Linked DNA regions of Sus scrofa: regions 2 and 3 are each linked to region 1. The links are chromatin contacts, called in public Hi-C and promoter capture Hi-C maps. All regions are on one chromosome and are shown on one strand. The core of a region is the stretch at or near the end of the contact, and the rest is flanking DNA. Distances in the headings are between cores, read along the strand shown.

Evidence for each region. Promoter capture Hi-C pulls out the DNA fragments that hold promoters and counts their contacts. Hi-C and Micro-C count contacts between places; a contact is called where the count stands out from the background.
Region 2: a contact with region 1 is called in a promoter capture Hi-C map of fetal liver, with 3 times the contacts expected there. The contact joins the promoter of EPHA1 here to the promoter of LOC110257570 in region 1. A contact is called at or near these places in 2 of 5 promoter capture datasets (fetal liver and liver) and 3 of 47 Hi-C or Micro-C datasets (embryonic fibroblasts and epiblast stem cells).
Region 3: a contact with region 1 is called in a Hi-C map of liver, with 7 times the contacts expected there. The contact joins the promoter of ZYX here to the promoter of LOC110257570 in region 1. A contact is called at or near these places in 2 of 47 Hi-C or Micro-C datasets (heart right ventricle and liver) and 1 of 2 datasets of contacts at active chromatin or transcription factors (alveolar macrophages).

Annotation. Positions count from the first base shown.
Region 1 is chr18:6,630,885-6,634,662 of Sscrofa11.1, forward strand. It overlaps LOC110257570 (TRPM8 channel-associated factor 2-like), which reads left to right and starts at 2,098. Exons shown (of 8, transcript XM_021078927.1): 1 at 2,098-2,294.
Region 2 is chr18:6,841,934-6,845,819 of Sscrofa11.1, forward strand. EPHA1 (ephrin type-A receptor 1) reads left to right here and starts at 1,372. Exons shown (of 18, transcript XM_003134566.5): 1 at 1,372-1,508; 2 at 2,545-2,612. The coding sequence starts at 1,424.
Region 3 is chr18:6,868,094-6,871,719 of Sscrofa11.1, forward strand. ZYX (zyxin) reads right to left here and starts at 2,141. Exons shown (of 10, transcript XM_003134592.5): 1 at 1,854-2,141; 2 at 1,510-1,726; 3 at 842-1,041; 4 at 588-680; 5 at 1-473. The coding sequence starts at 1,711. It overlaps LOC102166231 (a long non-coding RNA gene), which reads left to right and starts at 1,023. Exons shown (of 3, transcript XR_299598.3): 1 at 1,023-1,371.

The sequences.
Region 1 (3,778 bases), core at 848-3,347:
TTACGTATACACATATCCATTCTCTCTCGGATTCTTTCGCCACCTAGATTATCGTGGAATACTGGGTAGAGTTTTCTGCGCTAGACAGCAGGTCTCCATTGGCCAGTCATTCCGTATACCTCAGTGTGCATATGCCAGTCCCAATACCCAAGTTCACCCACAACCTGTCCCTTTTGGTAACCATAAGTTTTTCAAAGTCTGTGAGTCTATTTCTTTTTTTTTTTTTTTCTGTCTTTTTTTTGCCTTTTCTAAGGCCGCACCTGTGGCATATGGAGGTTCCCAGGCTAGGGGTCTAATTGGAGCTGTAGCCGCCGGCCTACACCACAGCCACAGCAACGCGGGATCCAAGCCGCCTCTGCGACCTACACCACAGCTCATGGCAACACCGGATCCCCAACCCACTGAGCAAGGCAGGGGATGGAACCCGCAACCTCATGGTTCCTAGTTGGATTGGTTAACCACTGTGCCAGGACGGGAACTCCCCCGAGAGTCTATTTTTATTCTGCAAATAAGTTCATTTGTATTCTTTCTTCAGATTCCACATATAGGTGATATCATATGGCGTTTGTCTTTCACAGCCTGACTTAGTATGACAGTTTCTAAGGATAGACCCATCCGTGTTGCTACAAATGGCAGTTAGACTGATTAGATAATTGTGAGCTGTCTTTGGCTTAAAGAATAGAAATGTACTTTGTCATGGTTCTGGAGGCTGGAAGAACAATATCAAGGTGCCAGCACGGTTTGGCTTCCCAGAAGCCTCTCTCGGTGGCTTGGGCCGGTCACCTTCTCCCTGTGTCCTCACAGTTTCCATCCCTGGCCTCACTCAGTGGGTCTAGTTGGGCTCACACATTGCCCTAAGCTGTGGCGTAGGTCGCAAAGGCGGCTGGGATCCCACGTTTCTGTCTGTGGCTGTGGTGTAGGCTGGCAGCTATAACTGTGATTCCATCCCTAGCCTGGGAACGTCCATATGTTGGGGGTGAGGCCCCAAAAAGCAAAAAACAAACAAAGAAAACAAAACGAAGAGACAGTCATAAATATTTAAGAAAAACGGACACATCCGATCACTTTATCAACAGTGAGAAGATTTACAGGTAGAACCAGTGGTAGCACCACAGGGTGGGGGGAGGGTGCTATAGGGATCTGAAGCTCCCTTCTCGTAATCACTCTCAAGTTATAGCGTTCACTTTCCTACCCCTTCCTGCTTCCTGTCCCCCCCCCCAAAAAAAACCTCCACAAAAATAAAAATAGCGCATCTGCTGCGCAAAGCTGTTCAAAATCAGATTCCTAGTAAATCTAATACGCTAACCTTGATTTTGACCTTCTCACCCCTCTCAGGTAGAAATTCAAGCGGCAGCCACTCCAAAGCTTGGCTGCAATGGACGTGTCTGGTGCTGTAACACGCACGTTTCCTTCCCTGCCTGTCACTGCGCAGCACCTCAGTCTACAGCCCCAGACCGACCTCTTCACGCTGAGCTCCCTGGGCGCCCCGTCCCACCAATAAATCAACTCCTGCACAGGGTGCACGGCCGGGGGCTGACCACCAGGGGGCAGCCCCTGAACGCAGGAGGCGCCGGGCCAGCGCGACGCGGCGGTCGCAGTTCCGGCAGCGAAGGGGCCCCGCCTCCACGCTGGGCCAAAGCAGACCCTCGGCCACGGCGTAGGTCACTGCGGGGGGTTTGTCCTCCCCGAGTCTGGTGTGTAGGAGACGCGGCGCTTGCGCTCCTCACCAAATCAGACACGAATGCCGCCGAGCTCCCGTCGCACCGCCGGAACCCTCCGAGGGTCGAGCAGCGGGCTTTGGCTCCGCCCCAGCGGGCGGGCGGACCCCGCCCACAGGGGACGGACCCCGCCCACAGGGGACGGACCCCGCCCACAGGGGACGGACCCCGCCCACAGGGGACGGACCCCGCCCACAGGGGACGGACCCCGCCCACAGGGGACGGACCCCGCCCACAGGGGACGGACCCCGCCCACAGGGGACGGACCCCGCCCACAGGGGACGGACCCCGCCCACAGGGGACGGACCCCGCCCACAGGGGACGGACCCCGCCCACAGGGGACGGACCCCGCCCACAGGGGGCGGGCTGCGCACCCCGCCGGTTCCCGGCACGCCTCCGGCACTGCCCCAGGTGCGGCGGGACGGGTGGGGCCGTGGGGAGGTGGCCTTGACCGCGGCTCCGACTCCCCGCCCTGTCCGCCAGCTTGTGCCGGCCGCGCCCCAGGACCGCTCGCAGAGCCGCCGCACCGGCCTCAGCGCCCGAGCCCGCGCAGCGCACCAACCCGGCCGCCGCAGTGTGAGTTTGCCGAGCGCTTTCGCTAGCGCGTCCGCGGGATGGGGTGCGGTGGGGGCCGAGCGTGCGCCGCCAGGCGCCGGACGCAGGCCGGCGAACGCCTAGCTGTCGGGGTGTTCTTAGGTTTACGTTTTCGTTTCGTTTCCACAGTTGTCTCAATACACTTTCTCTCGCCTCTCGGAATTTGGGAGTCAAGACTTTGGGAACAGACGAGTGATTGCGTGGGTGGGTCTTTGCGCGCGCGCGCGTGCACGTAGTTCCGGAGAGTTGGGATCCGAGTTCTGAGAACTTTTTACACTTCTTCTGGAGTCTTTTGGTTGTTTTCCTGGAAAATTGGGGAGTCCTGATTCGTGACAGATGTCCCTGTCTGCTCAGAGGCGGTTAGCTTGACCTCATGCTTGCGACTTGTCTCTGCTTTTCTTACTGGAAACGGGGCAAGCCGAGATCCCTCAGCGCACGCTCCAGCCCTCAGCTGCAGACTGTGGAGTTTTGTGAATTCACTTGCCTGGCGGCGGTATTAGGAAATACGGGGCAGTGCTCAGGGAACCAGACCTCCTGGAGCTATCGAGTATGTGAAAGGTACAAAGTCTAGAAAACCGTGGGTAGCCTGGAGGCTTAACCAGGGTGAGACGCTCAGCTCTTACCTGGGGGGAGGCGATGAAAATGCAGGGTTCTGATTAGGAAGAGCTTTGAGTAGGATGGCTTGAGGCCAGCGGAACCCTGCTGTTATAGCACAGGGAACTCTACCCTATATTCTGCAATATATTCTTTGTGGGAAAAGAGTCTGAAAGAGAATGGATATGTGTATATGTGTAACTGAATAATTTTGTTATAGACCAGAAATTATCACGATCTTATAAATCAACTATACTTGTATAAAACGTTCAAAAATGAAGGGGAGAAAAAAGGGATGGCTTGAGTAAGATTGTAGATGAGACGGAAACCGGATTGGGTTCATCTGGGTGTGAAGGTGCCTTGGCTGAACTGACACTTGAGAAACAGATGAAAGATGAAGTGAGATGGCTGGTGGTGTGTGCAGACGGGAGGGAGGAAGGACAGGGTTGAGGCAGGTGCGGTGAAGGGTTTGGTGTCTGTCGATTTAGCTTGTTCCCCATAGCAAAGCCTCCTACAAGGACCAAGTGCAGGTAGCTTATTTGAGCCCATCACTGCAGAGTGATGAATCATATGGGGACGAGACCAGGAAGGAGGGGAAGCCCGCAGGGAAAGGCCTGCCGCTGAGCTGTTTACTGCTGTGGGCCTTGTGGACCTGGAGTCCTAGGTAGGCATTTACCTGGGAGCGGCTCCACCCAGTGATGCCGACTTGGGTGTCAGCTTCAGGGCTGCAGCTGGGCACCTGTTTAGGCGAGAAGGCTTCCCAATGCCCAGAAAGTCTTCCAGGGCAGTGGCTGAAGTCAGAGGTGGTCCAGGGTACCCAGAGCACCTACTACATGGCTCTGGTCCTTTGGGGACGCTAGAAAGGGCAGCAA
Region 2 (3,886 bases), core at 122-2,621, 210 kb after region 1:
CAGCTGCCGGCCTACGCCAGAGCCACAGCAACACCAGATCCGAGCTGTGTCTGCAACCTACACCACAGCTCACGGCAATGCTGGCTTCTTAACCCACTGAGTGAGGCCAGAGATGGAACCCGCAACCTCATGGTTCCTAGTCGGATTCGTTTCTGCTGTGCCACGACGGGAACTCTGAGAAGTATTAATTTTTGAAAATAAAATAAGCACCTATAATGTACCACCTCCCTTCCTCCAGGGGGACTAAAACATGCAACAATTTAAATGATGGAAAAACTATGAATGATTCACCCAAAGGAAATGGAGCCAGAGAGGGGTGTAGGAAGGAGAGGCCCCAGGAATGGAGCTGGCTGCCGTTCCTCAGTAGAGGATCACTCTCCTTCGAGCCACGGTCACCCCTGTGTTGTGCCTCTGCTGGGGTCCGCTCCTGCCATAAAGCCCTTGCCCCCTACCCACCTCAGACAAGAGTTCGTTTAGGGCAAAGACTGTCTTACTCTTCTCTGAAGCTTTCAGAGCTTTCTGCGTGCAGAGTAGAAACTGAAGAAACATCTATTGCACATGCTGGAAGGCAGTCTCCAACAGGTGAGAGGGCCGTGGGGTGACACCACTAGATCCTCTACCACTTGCGTGCAGAAGGCCTCACCCATCCCTCCTTTGCTCTGTAAAGTGCGTGGTAAGGTTCACGCTCCTTAACGTGTTTACCAAGACCTTCCCTGTCCCAGCCCACACCTGCTTTTCTGCCTGGTTCCCAAGACAATCCTGTGCCCCAGCAGTCAAACTGGTCCATTCACCACTCCCAGAGGCAACTTGAGGCTCCCTGCCTTCAGGGTCTTGCTCACGCCTTGCCCAATCTCTGCCACTGAAAACGCGGATGACAGTCTATCCACCTCATGTGCCCCTGGCTGGCTTGCTTCCTCTTCCCACCTTCCAGGTGCGTCTCTAAAAGCTGCACCCGCCCTTGCAGTATGGTCATCTAAGCCTCCCGGGCCGGAACATCAAGATGTGTCTCTTACCCTGCCTTCCCCCGTGTCTATTACCTTGCTAGGCCCTGAAGAAAGGGAGAGGGAGAAATACAAGGGTGTAGTTCAAGTCCAAGGTAGAATTAGGCCAAAGGCTCCATCAAGGCAGGGTTGGGTTTAGGGTCAGAACTAGCACTGGGTTAGTCAATTCCTAATCCCACCCACTAGGCGGCGCCCGCGGTCTCATTCCAGTCAAGACACCTCCGGTTTTTGAAGTTTATTGCCTGCTTTACAAGTTTCCTTCCTCCCCTACTGTCCCTTTAAGAAGGTGATCCAGGTGAGGCCCGGACTCCGCCCCCAGCGCTGGCCCCGCCCCCCGCCCCCGCCCGCCCTGCTCCGCTCGCCCAGTCCTAGCGACTTGCCCCCGCGGTCCGGGCCGAGGTCCCAGGTCCCGGCCCGGCGCCATGGAGCGGCGTTGGGCCCCGGGGCTCAGGCTGCTGCTGCTGCTGCTCTGCGCCCTGCTGCCCCCGGGGGCGCGCGCCAAGGAAGGTACCGACCCCCGCCCCGCCCCGCCCCGCCCCGCCCCCTCCTGCGGGAGCCGGCATTCCTAAGGAGGCCCTCTCCTCGCGCCCCTCGCTAGCGCTCTTGTTTTGCCCCGCCGCCGGGCCATCGACTGGCCTGGCCGGTCTTGGGTCTTTAACCCCAAACAGCTGCTTTCCCGGGTCAGTGATCTCCGCCCCTGGTGGCCAGCGGTTTGCTCCTGGGGGTGGGGAGTGAGCTTCTGGCAGCTGGGAGGAAGCAGTGTCCAGAGGGGCCTCCCTCCACGCCAGCAATCGGGGGGGGTGGGGGGGGCGGGATCCTTTATTCCCAGGCAGCCCCAGCCTCGGGCACCTAAAGCACAGATCCGAACCCTCTGGAGTCGGAGGTGGGAGTCGCCTTGTGCCAAGCCAGGCAGGAGAACAGAGGGACCTGACGCTGGGGGATGGGCTAGGACTAGGGGTGCAGGGGTTCCCGGGTGCAGAGGTCCATCCTTCCACGTGGACCCTTGCACACACTCTCTGCCCCTAACACCTGGACTTCCCAGACCCCTTGCTGTGCCTCTACTCCACATCCCTAATCACAGGCAGGGCAGGCCCTTTGGCAGCGGCAGGGAACCTCCCCACCCAGGAACTCCCTCCAAAGTCTTTTGTCCACCTCCTGCCGGCTCACGACCCCCCAGAGGCTGAACTCCTCTCTGGCCCATCACCCTTCCTTTTCTGCTACTGATAGGTTCCCCCCGGGCTGCCTGAGAGGCTGACGGTCCTCTCTGGGGCTGCTCTTCCTAAGGCTTCCTGCCATTGACTTTGGTCAAAGGTCCAGCCGTCCAACCCTTGCCCTACTCTCCCTCTTCCCTCAGGGATTGGACAGACTAATCCCTGGAGCTCTTCACTCCTTCCTGGGTCGTTTTCCTCCCCTGAACCTCTGGAACTCGGCTGTTAAGAGCGGGGTGTTGATGCCTTGGGGCTGGGGGCCTGAAGGAGGAATGTGGTTTGCATTTGTGTTGCCTCCTCCCTCGGAGGTGACCAGCCCCTTTTCTCTCCTTCAGTCACTCTGATGGACACTAGCACAGCGCAGGGAGAGCTGGGCTGGCTGCTGGATCCCCCAGAGGATGGGGTAAGTGTGGGGGGGGGTAAGACTTAGGGTGGCTCAAGGCTGAAGGCCAGTGGGAAATGGGGCGGTGAGGTGGGTGGAGAAACAGAGAAAAGAGCAGGAAAAACTGGAAGTGTCTCCTCTGGGAGGGGGAGGGGAGGTGAGTCAGAGTCTTCTGAATGGGACCTGGTTGGGGTTGGGGGGGGGCGGTCAGGCTTGAAGGTTCCCAAGGGGAACATTTCAAAGGCTGGCTCCTCCCCTCCCTGCCCCAGCAAGGGAGGGCTGAATACTCTGAGGACCTGGAGGAAGATGCGCCTACTCCCTCTGGGAAGAGGATGGACCATCCCTGGGGTGGTTGAAGGCTGAGACCCAAACACAGAAAAGTCTGCGGTCTCTCCAGCCCAATGGGGTTGCACAGGTTTTAGGGGGTCGGGGACCCCATCAAAGGGTTTTCAGAGTCGTGGATGGGGACATTTTTTTTCTGGAGAGGAGAGCCGGAGTTTTCATCACATTCTTGAAAGGGTCTTTGACGGCCCCCCTCCCCCAAAGTTGAAAGCTGCCCCATGGCGGTCCCAGAGCCCTTGGCACCTCCTCCATCCTCTGCAGCTCTGTGCCACACCGTGCATTCCAAGCCCCTTTCCTCCTGGAATATTTCTGAAGACCAAGGGAGCAGAGAGGTGGGATCTTGTGAGTCCTAGAGCGCACGTTGCTGCACTCAGCAGAGCCGGCCCTGGCACCACAGGAGGCTCCCCAGGTGCCACACCCTCTGGGACTCAGTCTCAAGACCTCTTCATTCTGGTCCTAGACCCTATTCGCCAATGTTCCCTTTTCCCTTTGCTCCTCCAGTAGGAATCCAACCTCTATTTCTGGAATTGAGGCTACTTAGCCTGCTTTCCTTCTGAGTCTTAGGGTCCTGGCTCCACTCTCAGCTCTCCCACAGAGTGGCCTGTAATTAGAATTAATAGACTAAACCATAATGTATCCTACAGGAGAGGCTGCTTGGAAAATACTGGATTAGGCCAGCTCTAATAGGCGCCTCATCTCATAAACCAGCTAATCACTCTACAATGAGAGCTGCAGGTCCATCTGCTGGCTCCCACGGGCTACCCCTGCTTCCCCCACCCAAATAATTCTTCCCTGGTTGGGCTGGAGCGGATGCGAGTCCCCTTTTGCAGGCTAAACAATTCAAGAAGGCAGCAGCAGTCACATTTCCACTGTCTGCCTTGCCCCCCTCTTCCCCTCTCCATCTTTTCAAAACACATACACATCCAGGTGCAGGCTCCCCAGAATGTACCTAT
Region 3 (3,626 bases), core at 891-3,390, 240 kb after region 1:
TCTTGCACTTGGGGCTTCTCCCTCTGCTGAGCATAAGTGAAGCTGGGAGGCTGAGCAGAGCCTGTGCCAGTGGAAGGAGCTTCAGGGGGCCCTGACTTTCGACTGGGCTGTGACCCAGGTCCACCTGGTGCTCCAGGGCTGAACTTGGAAGCCACAGGAGTAAACTTGGGAGTCACTGGAGAAAACTTAGGGGCGGGAGATGGGGCTGGGGGACCCCGAGGCTGGGTGTTAGCCGAAGGCACAGGCTGGGGCTGGGCCTGGGGCTGGACATGGAGCTGGACCTGAGGCTTGGCCTGGGGCTGGGGCTGCACATGGAAGTGCGTTTGGCTCTGAGGCTGGGCCTGGGACAAAGGCTGGGAGCTGGAAGCAGACTTCCAGGGAGGCAGGGGGGCTGTGCCCCCAGGTGCAGGCTTGGTATTGGACTTGGAAATGAATGGCGTGGAGACCGGTGGGGGTACATATCCAGATGACACCTGCAAGGGGAGGCAGAGGGGAGAGAAGCACCTTAGAGGAGGTGCTGCCCCCCCATAATTCGATCCCCACGACCTTCCTCCCTGCCCTGCCCTTGCTCCTCTCCATTCCCTTACCCGGGCTTTGAAGGGATCATTCTTGGTCATGTCATCCAGCAGTGAGGACAGAGAGTCAATCTCCAGATCAATACTGCTCACTTTATCCCTGGGCTAGAGGGTCAGGAGTCAGAGCACCCATGCCCAATTCTCCACCGCAGCCCCACCCTCGTGTGGACAGAGAGGCCGAGAGCCGGGGGGGGGGGGGGGTTGAAGGACCCTCCTCTCCTCCCCTTGGGGTGTCCACTGCAGCTGCCCCTCCCAGGCCTCCATACCTGCGGTGGGAGCTGTATGGGGACCTCAGGCCCTCCCTCCTCCACCAGCGGGGGCGGCGGGGAAGGGAAGATCTCCTCCTCCAAAGGCGCAGGGGGAAACGGTTCCTCGATCGGGGGAGGAGGGGGAGGGAAAGCACCTCCCAGGGCGCCCTCCGCCTCGTCGGCCTCCCCCAGCACGGGAGGCGGCGGTAAAGGAAAGTCTGAGGTTGGGAGGAGACAGAGGGCAGTCAGCGGGGACTCCTCTACCCCTCGCCAAGTTCCCCTCCTGCTCCACCTCTAAGCCCCAACCCAAGAACTTCTCTCAGGGGTCCTGGAGGGCGCGGGAAGTAAAAGGGGCGCAGGACGCCCCGGGAGCACTGGGTCAGGAAAGGCCGGGGCTCGGCCAAGGAGTGGATGCATCTCCCATTACACTTCGGAAAACGGACCCAGAGGGGAAAATTCGTGCCCCACATTCCCGCCTCCCACCCCCAGGCGGAGGACTTGGAACAGTCCCAGGAGCCCTGGCTTCCAGCCATGAGCTCCACGATGAGGTAAGAACATCTGCTCGGGACTGGGTGGCTGCGCCCAGCCCCCTCTGCTGCAACCTCTCCAGACATCCCCAAATTCCCGAAACCACTCCCCCCGGCCCGGCGCCCGCCGAGGTCCAGCCCCCGAGCTCGGCCACATACCTTCTGGGGGCGGTGGGGGGATCTCGCCCACTCGGCCCATCTGTGCGCGTTGGGCCCCGGCCGCCGCGGGAGGCTCACCGTCCCCGGGCCGGAAAGGATTCACTTTGGGCTTTGGGGCCACCACCGGGCCGAACTTCTTCTGCGGGGCGTAAAAAACCGGAGCCGAGACGGAGATCGCGCGAGGCGGGCGGGGGGCCGCCATGGCCAGGCCGGGCTGCTGGGGACGGAGGGCCGGGTTACGCAGCGCAGAGCCCGGCTGAGGACCCCCTCGCCGGCCCGGCTCCCCTCCGCGCCCCCGCGCCCCCACCCCGGGAGCGGCCGCCGGGCGGCTCCCCGCGCCTCACCGCGGGCCGGAGCGTGCGCGCAGCGTCTCGGGTGGCCGTCTCGCAGCCGGGTCCTCGGACTCTGCGTCCCGGTCCCGAGCTGCCTCCAGCCAGGCGGGGAGGGGCGCAGGGAAGAGGGAGGGAGGGAGAGGGCGGGGAGAGAGCGGCGCCGAGACCATACAAGGAGCGGCCCGGAGAGGGGGCGGGGAGAGGCGGGGAGGGCCGACGAGGCAGGAAACTCCCCCAGGAAGGGGCCCCGATCCTGCCCCGGGGCCGGAGGCTTCATCAAGGTCCTCCCGCCCCCGCCTCCGCCCCCCTCCCGGCCGGCCCCGCCGCCCCCGCCGCCCCGGCCCGGCCCAGACCACCCCTCCCCAAACACAGGCCTCTGATGTCATTTCCTGACTTGCCCCGCCCCCCCCTCCCGCCCGACCCGCGGGTGCCCGAGATCTGACTCACCGTTCCTACTCCGGGCTACCCTGCGGAGGTCGGGTGGCCGCCCCAGAGCTGCCCCAGCAGCTCAGGGGCGCCTCCGCCCCAGCCCAGCCCCCTCCTCTCCCGGCCTACCTGCCCCCGCCACCTTCGGCCGCTCCTCCGCCTTTGCACCCAGCCGCCAGCCCCTCGCCCCGGGACTGGCAGGACTGGGATGGAACGGGGCTCCTAGGTGGACGGGGATGGTGAGTGGGGTGTTATCCCTTCTCCCGCCCCCCTAGGCCCTTCTGTGACCTGGAGTAGGGGTGGGGTGTCAGCATGAACCTCAAGGGTCCTTTGGGGATCTTAACTTCAAATCCTGGGCAGCTACTAAAGGTTTCTAAGAATTCGCATCACCCGCGCCCCCGCCTATGGATCAGTTAAATACTGCGGGAGGGAGAGTCCGGGCGGGCCCGGCCAGGCCGGGGAGGTGAGAGGGCGGGACGGAGGCGAGGGCAGCCAGAGCACTTGGGGCGGGGGAGAACGGACTTGGAGGCTGGCGACAGTCTTCGCCGGTTCTGCAGCGCCCGCCCGGACCCACCTCTCTAGGAGCTGGTGCGCTGCTGCGGGGCGGCCCTCCGGGGGTTCCGAGACTGCGCTCGGTGGAGCCCCCCATGGGTCCGATCGGATTCCTCAGCCTTCTTGTGCCCCAGGCTACTGGAAAGGGACCGACCTAGGTTCTTTCTTTCTGATTCTTTTTCTAACTGAGCATGGAAACTTACCAGATTGGCTCCTGAATTCTTCCACACTCACTGTCTACAAACTATGGCTTCACAGGGCCTTTTGGCTTGTAATTCCAACGTTATCACAATCGGGCGCTTTCTTGCCTCTCACTGTGTTGCCAGCCTTCGCTGCCATGTAAGGCAGTCCCTTGGTGCACACTCTATGCAATGTGTCCAGTCCCTGGCCCTCCAAATCAAATCGGCTGCACTCTGCTGCCAACCAGCGTCTGGGCTGGGCTCGAGAGACTGACCAGACTCACTCCTAGCATTTACCACGAGAAAACAGGCTGGAAGCTTAAGAGATACCCAGTAAGCTGCAGGATCTAGACTAAAACTGGGTATGTTAGAGGGGTCTCAGTGGCAGAGCTCATTCCTTCCCACCCTGACGTCAGGTGAAGCAACCCTGGACCCAGGAGAGCAGGTGAGGTTCAGGGGGCAGAGACCCAGCTGGAGTGCTCCAAGTGAGCGACACATCTCTGTCCTCTTGGTGTCATGTCCCCCGTGTATAAAAGGGTAATGATATTTAATCCTTATTGTGTTATATAGATAAATACATGAAATACCATATCTGAAAGTGCTGATGATGCCCAGTCCTATTATTCAA